Regions from separate parts of the Hordeum vulgare genome. Here region 1 is linked to region 2. The links are chromatin contacts, called in public Hi-C maps. All regions are on one chromosome and are shown on one strand. The core of a region is the stretch at or near the end of the contact, and the rest is flanking DNA. Distances in the headings are between cores, read along the strand shown.

Region 1 (5,004 bases), core at 516-3,015, 130 kb after region 2:
TCCTGCCCCTCGTCATCAGCGTCGTCATCACGACGTCGAGGAAGCCTCAAGGAACCAGCACCCGACGGGCGACGGGGCGGCACTACACGCCCATCCATGGTGCCGATCTGCACATTGTAGGTGTAGATGCGTGGGTATTCTTCTGCAGCGGCGGAGTCGGAGGCGCGCGGGGAGTAGTCCTTGGCCAAGACCAGGTGGATGAGCACCCCAGTCATCGGGCCTTGATGCCCTTCTTCTGCCGGCACGCCGTCAGGAAGCTGATGCCTGTTGCGGCCGTCTCTGGCACGATCGACGATTGTGAGATCAACCGCTCTGGGGATGGAGTATGGGTTCTCCGTCCACACCCAGACGAAGAAGGCAGCCACGTTCTGAAGGCGCTCGGTCTGCCTTTCCATCCGATCAACGATGCAGGAGTCTCCCAGCAGCTTCTTGACCACATCAAGCCTCCAAGCATGGAATTTGATCCCAGAGATGGCAAGTCGGCAGTAGAAGCGCAGGTTGCGAATGGTGCCTGCCGGTGTCGGATCCCACTGCTCGAGTTGCAAACGGACAGCACCAACGCGGACATTGCCCCGCTCGAGGGCAAGGTCACGCTGGTACGGCTCAGCGAAGCGGATGAGGTAGTCCTCCGGGTGCGCTGAAGCCACTTGGATGGATTCCCAAGGGATGTCAAGTGCTTGCTCCAGCGCTTTGGCGACGAGGGATGTGGCGAAGTCGACCCTTTCGTCAGCTGCAGTGGCCGTCAATGCCGAGCGACGCAAATGATAGGCGTCGGCCTCCATCTCCGGGGTGCTCACGACGACACAGGAGGAGCGCTCCGGGCGGCGGGAAGCAAGCCCAGGGGTGAACTCCATCAGTCCTGGGTGCGCACACAGCTCCGGCCAGGCGAGGTGGTTTCCTTGCAGCGGCGGAGGCTGGATGAGATGCTTGCTGGCAGTTGGCGGTTTCAGAGGAGGGAGCGAGGCAGAGCAGGAGCGGGCAAGGTGGTCGGTCCCTTTGCAGCGGATACAGCGAACTGGGTCTCGGCAGGATGCCAAGCGGTGGCGCTTTGAGAGGCAACGGATACAACGGCCATTGAAACGGGCCTTGAAGGCTAGGTGTTGCTGCAGAGCCGCAGGATCAGAAGGAGGAGCACGTGGATGCATACGCAGCTCTCCCGAAGAGGTAGCCTTCATCTTCCTCATCTCTTTCCTGGAGCGAACCAGATTCCAATCCTGCTCGGAATCGACTGGTGCTATGGCAGCATTAAGGCTCTTGGCAGCCGGCAGAGAGGTTGCAGCTCGTGTTGAAGTCTCTCCTGGCGCCACAATAATGGATTGGAGCCTTTGGCGCGGAGGCGCGCTGGACGAGGACTGCGCCGTCCAGCCCTCGGGCGCCACGACCAGCGAGCGCAGTCTGGGCCGGGGAGGTGGTGGGGCGCAGCTCGCGGGAGAGGGCAGCGCTGCCGTGGGCTTGGAATGGTAAGATACACCTGCGGCCGGCGGGATCCGGCATTGAATCGTACCTCCAGATCCAATCGGCGAACACATCTCTTCTGCAGTGGCATCTGCGCCCAGGCAAGGCGAGGCAGAGGAGAGGCAGCCCGGGGGGAGGCCAGCAGCTGTAGCAGCGAGGCAGGGCTGACGGGGGACTGGTGGGAGGGGCTGGGCGGAGGGATCTGGGCTCCGGCCGCCGTGGGGGCAGCGGAGGGGAGAGGGGAGGAGGGTGAGTGCTCCATACCGCTAGCCCAATCAAAGCGGTGAACCGGTAGACAGTGACCCATGAGCAGCCAGTCCAGTAAAAAGAAAAGAATGCATAGAGAAGGAGAGGTGGAAATAGGAAACACGCGTCAGCAGGAAGCAATCCATCGATATCACGTCCAGGAGAGTAAAAAAAAAGAAATCAAGTACGCGTGTCAACATGCGGTAACTCCTGCTCACAAACGCACGACGGGAGTCCTTGCTTAGCCGCTATAATTCTTGTATATATATATATATACTAGTAAGCTTGCACGTGCAATACACGTATATGTTTTTTTTATCATTTGTTCTATAAATAAAATATATCAATAAAATGAAGAAAAAAAATCAGATAATAGAAAATTGTTTAACAATTACAAAATAATATTTTTTAAATAGAGACAAAAACTTTGTCTCATCTCAAATTCTTAATAATAAAGAAGATGTTTGGCTGGTTAGTTACGGAAAACCAGAAAAAAAAACGATACAGCCCACAAAGGGGCACCACCAGCCAACGTGAATATCCACACCAGATATATACGCCGTCAGAAGAGGAGCGCCGTCGAGACGGACTACAAGTGTCATCGACATCACTCCTCCGCAATTCAGCGACTTTGACTTCATCGCAAACCCATTCGAAGAGGCACACACCGCAAGGACTTGCACGAAATCTGCATGGACCTATGCCAAATAGTTAGCCACCAGGAGCAACGAAAAAGACACCTTCGACTTTATGACAGTTAATAAGCAGTTATGTTTGTTGTCCCACGATTTGCCTATTTGAGGATGGCATGTGAAGTTCGAGACGACCAAGAAAAAATAACAATCATACAGTATGTGTCACACATCGAGGACAATTCTATTTTGACCTAGTGTATAACAAAAATGGAATTAAATATTTCATGAATATTTTAGAACGTATTTATGAACTTTATATGACTATAAACTTAAGCTTTGTCCAAGTGAACATGTAAGAGATACTCCCTCCGTCCGAAAAAAGTTGTCCACGGGTTAGTTTATTTTCGTTTTTGCAAAAAAAACCTTGTGATATTATAGTCCCTGCAAATCACCCTTGCCTCTTCGCCCGCGGCAGGAACGAGCTCCAGCCATCGCCGGCAGCCGCCGCAGGGCCCAGCGCTCTGCGCACCCACCCGCGTCGCCGCTTCAATCTGCACCGCCCATGTTAATCACGCCCCGCCCCCTCTGCTTCGTCCTCCTCCCCTTCTCCGACCCCGGCGATCCCGACGGTGTAGTTGGCAGCGGTGGAGTGGTGGGACCTGTCGGTCCGCTTCGTCGTCAATTCCGATGACCCCCCAATAGTTCTTTTTCCCCACGTCAACCCCAAGTACCTCAAGTACCTCGGCAACAACAAGCACCCTCCGCTCCTATGGCTCACCGCCGGCTCGCCATAGGACCAAGCGGGTCGCTGCCAATCTATGACGCCCCACCATCTCACCTCACCCAGCGCCGCCCCAGGCTGTCCTCACCTCCTCTGTTGATTGGCAGCAGTGGCGGCTGTCATTGCCTCGTCTATTAATTGGCACAAAAAACAAAAAGATGAACTGCAGATCAGCATGGCAAGGGCAACAGCAGATCAAGAGCTGCAGATCGACGGTAATTCTGGAGACCAGAAGAATTCAGGTTCACTTACCAACAGTGGTAACTGAATTCAGGTTCAGTGATCAACACAGCAACAACATCACATTTTGATCAGTGTGAGTTCAATGTACTCCAAGTAAATTCTTATCATCATTGTTGGCAACTCCAGTAGCATTAAAGACTAAAAGGTAATCTTTAGGCAATTATCTAGAAAGAATGTGAGAATTTCCATGCTTTGCACATTGCTATGCAATGTGGCCAGTCATGTGTTTCTGTTCCTCTCATGCACCTTCAGAAACAATTCAGTTTCCTACAGGAACAACGATTAGAAAGAAGAAAGTGCATCCAGAATCATTTCAAATTTGTGGTGGAAAGATTGCGATGTTCTCCAATATAACAGCCTTATGTTATTACAGGGAATCCACTAAAGAAATTGTGTCCATAGCACTTCGGTACAGTTACACAACAAGAGCACAAAAACATCATGTAATGTTTTGATTGAATAATTTGAGAATACTCTATTTATTTACCACCCAAGAATGCATAGTGAAGTTTACACTGGCCAATTCTGCATCAAGCATGCCCATGACTCATATGAGAGCACCAGGACTACCTGAATTCGGAATTACCAATTAGCAAGCAGTTCAACAGATAATTTGATCTGAAATAACGTGTTACCAGGACAACCTGATTGGAGCTTATCACTTTGATCAGGATTGCGTTTCGATCTTTAGCACTGTTGTAACTTAGGATCAGTACAATCTTCAGCACAATGTTATGAGTTTAAAGATGCAACACTGCTGTAACTTAGGATCTATACAATCTTCAGCATAATCCAACACTGCTGTAACTTAGGATCAGTACAATTCTGAAACAGCAGCTTGATACAGCAAGAATATTCAGATTTGACCAAAACTGAGATGGAGCAGGGTGGAGTACCTTCAGACACCGAATCTTTTAGCAAAAATATACATATCATCATGTTAGTTGTAGAGATCAAGCTAGTTGAGTCTTCAGCTCTAGCCTTCAAGGCTGCAGCCTGTATTATACAGATGTTTGTCTCTGGGACTATAATTAAAAAGAACAAAAATCACTAATCAACTTTCAATTATTATTTGTTGGACATGCTTTACAGACATACACTCTAAAATATGTCTATATGCATCCTTATACATCCCTATGTAATCCCTATTGAAATCTCTAAAAAAAGTCTTATATTTAGAAACGAAGGGAGTAATTATTGTACCATTCCTATAGCTAAAAACAGAACAGGGAAAACTAATTAACTTTTTATCATGTCACAACTATCACTAACTACTTGAAAACATCATTGATACATAGCCCTTTCCTAGGGCCTACATATTTGATCACTTGGCGCATCTGTTACATATTACATATATTTATTCTAGCACTACCACTACTATAGATTGGCAACACAACAATATATAATATAAGAAATTACTTGTTAATTATAACAACAAGAAGTGTAAATGTATGGATTTGGATTTCACAACTTAACGCAAAGTAACACTGCAATGGAAAGAAGAAAAGCCTGGTCCGGTATACTTTGAAATGAAATTTGATTGAAAGAGCAATTGGATAATAACAAGGGAAGAACATGAAGGAGAGAGTCGGAGGGTTCACCTATCCAATAGGAGGAGGAGTAGGTTCCTAGCAGCAGGTCGGA
Region 2 (4,853 bases), core at 2,062-4,561:
TGAATCAAGAAGAACCTGCTGTACCGACTGCAAATGAACATATGGGTGGATGGTCAATACCAGATCCTCCTAATCCGAACATCATTGGCAGACCAAAGTCAGGCACAGCAGATGCATCTGCAGCTTCAAATGCTATGAATGTCCCTGGTCCTGCAAAGCTTTCATCTACAGGTGTAAACACATGTGCCAAAATAAGGATAAATGTGGCAGAATGCGATATAATAGGGCATGCCAACCCTAGTGGCGAGAAGGAAGCTAACCAGTTGGATATTACAAAGGGGAAAGTTAAAATTCCAGCAAAGACTCGAAGTAAATCTTCTGCCCAAACTGTAAACATGAACACAGGTGTTCTTGACAGAAAGAATTTGGGTATAGAGGATGTATCTACAGTGCTAAATGCTGCAGGATCCCCCATTCTCCAGAGATCAGCTAGGAGGACGCAAGATGCTGATGGCAGCAGCAGCCTCAACTATAATAGCAAAAAGAAGCGAAGAAAGAATAATTTTCCATCTAATGCTGACTTGAATGGGAAAGAAATATTTGATGATAATGTCATTAATGTTGACAGGCAATCGGTTCCATCTGATGTATCTGGCAAAGTAGACATCCAAGAGGAAGCTAAAACTCTAGATATAGGTGATCAGGACAATATCAGTGCAGAAGTTACAGATACTGTTGGTCAGAATCAACCTTGCTATTCTGTGAAGCTTTCTTTCCCTGATGCAGATTTTTTTGATTTTGAGAAGTTGAGGGATGCTAATCTGTTTGCAATTGGTCAGATCTGGGCCCTTTATGATAACCTTGATGGCATGCCAAGATATTATGCTAAAATAAAACATTTTGATGCCTCCAACTTTAAAGTTCATCTCACTTGGCTGGAGCGCATTGCAATGAATGAAGCAGAGGAGAAATGGTCTGATGAAGAACTGCCCGTTGCTTGTGGAAGCTTTAGCTTAGGAACAACAGATATATCGCAAGACAGACTCATATTTTCACATATTGTTTCATGGACAAAAGGCAAACGGAGGAAATATGAAGTACATCCCAGTAAGGGTGAGGTATGGGCTCTTTATAAGGGATGGAACATGCAGTGGGGATCAGATGCAGATAATCATAGATCCTATGAATATGAAGTCGTGAAAGTCCTGTCAAATTTCTCAGTTAGTGCTGGCGTTACTGTTGTCCCATTAGTCAGGATTGACGGCTTTGTCAGTTTATTTGCGACAGTTAAGGAGAAATCTGACATTGTGGTGGCACCAAGTGAGCTACTTCGTTTTTCTCACAGTGTTCCGTTTTATAGGACAAATGGGACTGAGAAAGTTGGTGTCCCTGGAGGTTTTCTGGAACTTGACACTGCATGTCTCCCTATTGACCTGGATGCAGCGTTTCCTTGTGTTCCTCTTGACTCCTGCATGTCCCCTGGCAAGAAGGAGGGCAGCGCATTCATTGATTTGAGCACTGACAGTGCAAGCAGTAGAGGAAAACATGAATATATTTCTTCTGAGCCAAACAAATCCTTGCAGAGAAATCTCAATGCTCCTAATGCTTTAGGTGACTTCTCTGAGCAAAATAGTCCCTCCTTAGTTTATACATATCCTGATTCTGAATTTTATAACTTCGAAGAATGCCGCTCATGTCAGAACTTTGAACGTGGACAAATATGGGCTTTATACAGTGATGTTGACAACTTTCCTAAGTTTTATGGCTGGGTAAGCAAAGTCGAGCTAGAACCTTTCAAAGTGTATTTGACCTGGCTTGAAGTTTGTCCCCAAGTGGAGCAGGGGAAACAGTGGTTGGAGCAGGATATACCTGTCAGCTGTGGTAAATTTGAAATTCGAAACTGGAAAACCATGTATGAAACAAACGATGCTTTCTCTCATTTAGTATACACCGGACATGACCCAAATCAGCAGATTGAAATTGTTCCACAAGTAGGTGAGATTTGGGTCATCTACATGAACTGGACACCTGACTGGACTCCCTCGAGCACACGTGCTTGTGGATTTGCCATCGGTGAGATCATTGAGCGCACTGAAGCTAGCACAAAAGTTTCTCTTCTTACTCAAGTCAATGGTTACACATCGGTGTTCAAGCCTGGCAAGCGAAAGAGAGTTGTGGAGATACCTACAAGGGACAATCTGAAGTTCTCTCACCGGGTGCCCTCGTTCTGTCTGACGGAAGGAAATGGTGTCAAGCTAAGTGGCTTCTATGAGCTGGATCCAGCCTCTGTTCCAGATTTTTTCCTTTATAAGGATGCCCAATGACATGAGGATGGAAAAGCTCAAACCCTGCCAATATATTTTGATTAGAATCATGTCTTATTCAGCTATCAGTTTTTCCACCTTGTTAGAGTTCTATTGCAGTGCCCCTTCTTACTGGTGGTGGTAAAGTATCAGGTAAACTAATGCCTATACAAGGGTTCTGCTGCTTAAGTTAGGATTGCAAGTAATTATTCTACCCAACCTTCATTTTTTTTACTCCTACATATTATTAGATTATCTATATCTATACCCTATATATACCTATACTACCTACTAATAATATAATACAATATAATTATTAGTAATATTAATATAATATACTACTAATAAAAAAAATAAGCATTATTAGTCCGTCATGTTATTTTACAAAAGGCTCCTCAACTTTTGTGATGATTAACCTGCAGTACATGCGGCGAACCTTTTTTCTTTCGCGTTGTGTTCGGCCAACGAGCCCACCTAGGACTTTGCACTTGACGCTGATCGGGCTCTGTGTGTCCGGAGCAAAATCATAAACCAGAAGGACTCACATCTGACTCTTGTCTATGATGGAAACGTTGCCTCTTTCTAGGTGTGACGCTAAATTTTTTAGTGTCCGCTTTCGGCTTCTTGGAGTTGTATTAGGCTGGACATCTTTATATATGCGTCCAACCCACAAATTCTCCTGTATCTCTTGGTGCAGAATCGCATCTTGGCTTCGGCGACGGAACAAGCACCGCAAGATCAGCAATCCCGCAAGCAGCTGCGAACCAAGCTGCCGCACCAACGCCACCTTGACGCCGGTCGTCGCTCTTGGTGAAACCGTGTGTCACGGTGTCGTTGCTCATTGCCCTCCTGCAGGTCCATGCTGTAGGCCAGGCCGTGCACGCCGACAATGGCCACCGCCATCCCAAGGGTCACATTCTTAGGTCACGCCTGGTTCAAGGATAGTCGTCCGCCACTTCGTGAGGCGCCGGAATCGGCCACGTCGCCGCCTGGACCTCTTATTAGTTATTATCCTGAGCTGCAGAGACCTCCTCTGGCTTGACATCTCGGTGTGCTGCTATAGGCAACTTGACATCTCGGTGTGCTGCTATAGGCACTACCAGTAGGAGCACTATTTCCTGACACTGCTCGACGTGGCCGACCCCGCCGGCTGCACCCGGTACATGCTCACGTGCCTCAACTGAACGAACATCGTCAACGACGACCCCGACCCGCACACGTATGGCGCACCAGAGGTGTCTCTACGGCTCATCTCCGAGCTTCGCCAGTCCAACAAACTCCACTTTGAGCACATGTTCGTGCAACTTCGCGACCGACTGCCTTGGCTTGGCCATCGCAGACATCGTCATCTTCAAAGATTTTTTTATTATGATCGAACGCTTTGTGTGCTGGGCCAACTATAGGATGCGGCGTCGCAACGTATACGGTTTAGGGGCACAACACAGCTACTCGCGCTGCCAGGAGGTTCAAGATGGTGTAGTGCTGATGTACTCGTTCAGAATGGGGAGATAGACCTTGGCTGAGGCTATTTAGGTTAACTTGGATGCTGCTGTTTTTACCTGTAAAAAAATAAAACTTAAATGCTGCTGTTTGAACCTTTTCTTTTCTTGTTTTGTTTGTTTCAAATTTGAAACTGGATCCCCGCAAAAAATATTAGAATATTTTGAAGGTTCATAATGATTTAAAAAAATTGTGGAATCAAAAAATTACTCAAAGTCCAAATAAAAAATTCCATTAGTATTTAGTTCAGACTTCTGTTCCTAAAAACATAAACTCCAATGCGATTAAAATTTAGGTTGAACTACAAATACGTGATTGTGAATTTCAAGATTCATCGCATATTTAAAGTTCTCATAGTATATGTCTAACTTTATGGATCTATTTTTACTCAATAAAAATCCAGTTCAATGCTCAAAATCAAATAACAAGATAACTGCTGAAAACATTTCATTCATGTTTCCACATATATTGATAAAGGCTAAATTTACATGAATTGTGGATGTATTTTGATAAATAATTCTCACTAATTCTTAGTACGGGCCAATTTTTCTTTACCGTTGCAACACACGGGATCAAGAGTTTTCATAAAAGTATATTGTTAATATCAATTTACTTCAAATCATAACCATGTCCTAAGCTCTACGTCTTGATCCTCAAATAATGCATCTTTTATTTTGTGATTGGCAATCGTTGTCCGTGACATAGTTCCTCGACCTAGCCAACCATGATTCATAAGAATTGATATTTTCTTTCGTCGCAACGCACGGGCATTTGTGCTGATTTTTTTTTTTTTTGGGATTGCAGTACCATACCAGCTGTGAGAGGTTTAGTCTCCCTGCAAGAGTCCTTCATGCATGATGCGAGTTTGCTTAAAGCAGGGGCTTCTGGAGGTAGTGGAATCTCCGTTCTAGGATAGGATTTGTTGGTCGTCGGAAGTGGTGGAGGAAGAAAAGAATTGTGGATTTTGTTTTATCTGGAACGGTGGACAAAAACAAAACTAACTAATGCAATGTTGGCATCTGCAGATAGCCAGACTCGATGAAAATTATGTGTGGTCCGAACTACAAAGTTAGTCCTTCCTTATTTATCCTTAGTGGGCTTTGGTCGACC

The links. Hi-C and Micro-C count contacts between places; a contact is called where the count stands out from the background.
Region 1: a Hi-C map of seedling shows a contact between it and region 2, with 2.7 times the contacts expected there. The contact joins two enhancer-like sites. A contact is called at or near these places in 3 of 6 Hi-C or Micro-C datasets (leaf and seedling).

Annotation. Positions count from the first base shown.
Region 1 is chr7H:171,094,271-171,099,274 of MorexV3_pseudomolecules_assembly, forward strand. It overlaps LOC123411081 (a long non-coding RNA gene), which reads right to left. Exons shown (of 8, transcript XR_006613169.1): 5 at 4,962-5,004; 6 at 4,005-4,385; 7 at 3,370-3,930; 8 at 2,596-3,248. Among protein-coding and RNA genes, the nearest start is that of LOC123411081, 5.5 kb to the right of the region's middle. Within about 2 kb of position 1,766, at least 2 of the 3 cell types and tissues checked have open chromatin away from gene starts, as enhancers often do. A contact at or near this core is called in leaf and seedling, where this site is marked.
Region 2 is chr7H:170,963,125-170,967,977 of MorexV3_pseudomolecules_assembly, forward strand. It overlaps LOC123407154, which reads left to right. Exons shown (of 3, transcript XM_045100222.1): 3 at 1-2,462. The coding sequence ends at 2,264. Among protein-coding and RNA genes, the nearest start is that of LOC123407154, 5.9 kb to the left of the region's middle. Within about 2 kb of position 3,312, at least 3 of the 3 cell types and tissues checked have open chromatin away from gene starts, as enhancers often do. A contact at or near this core is called in leaf and seedling, where this site is marked.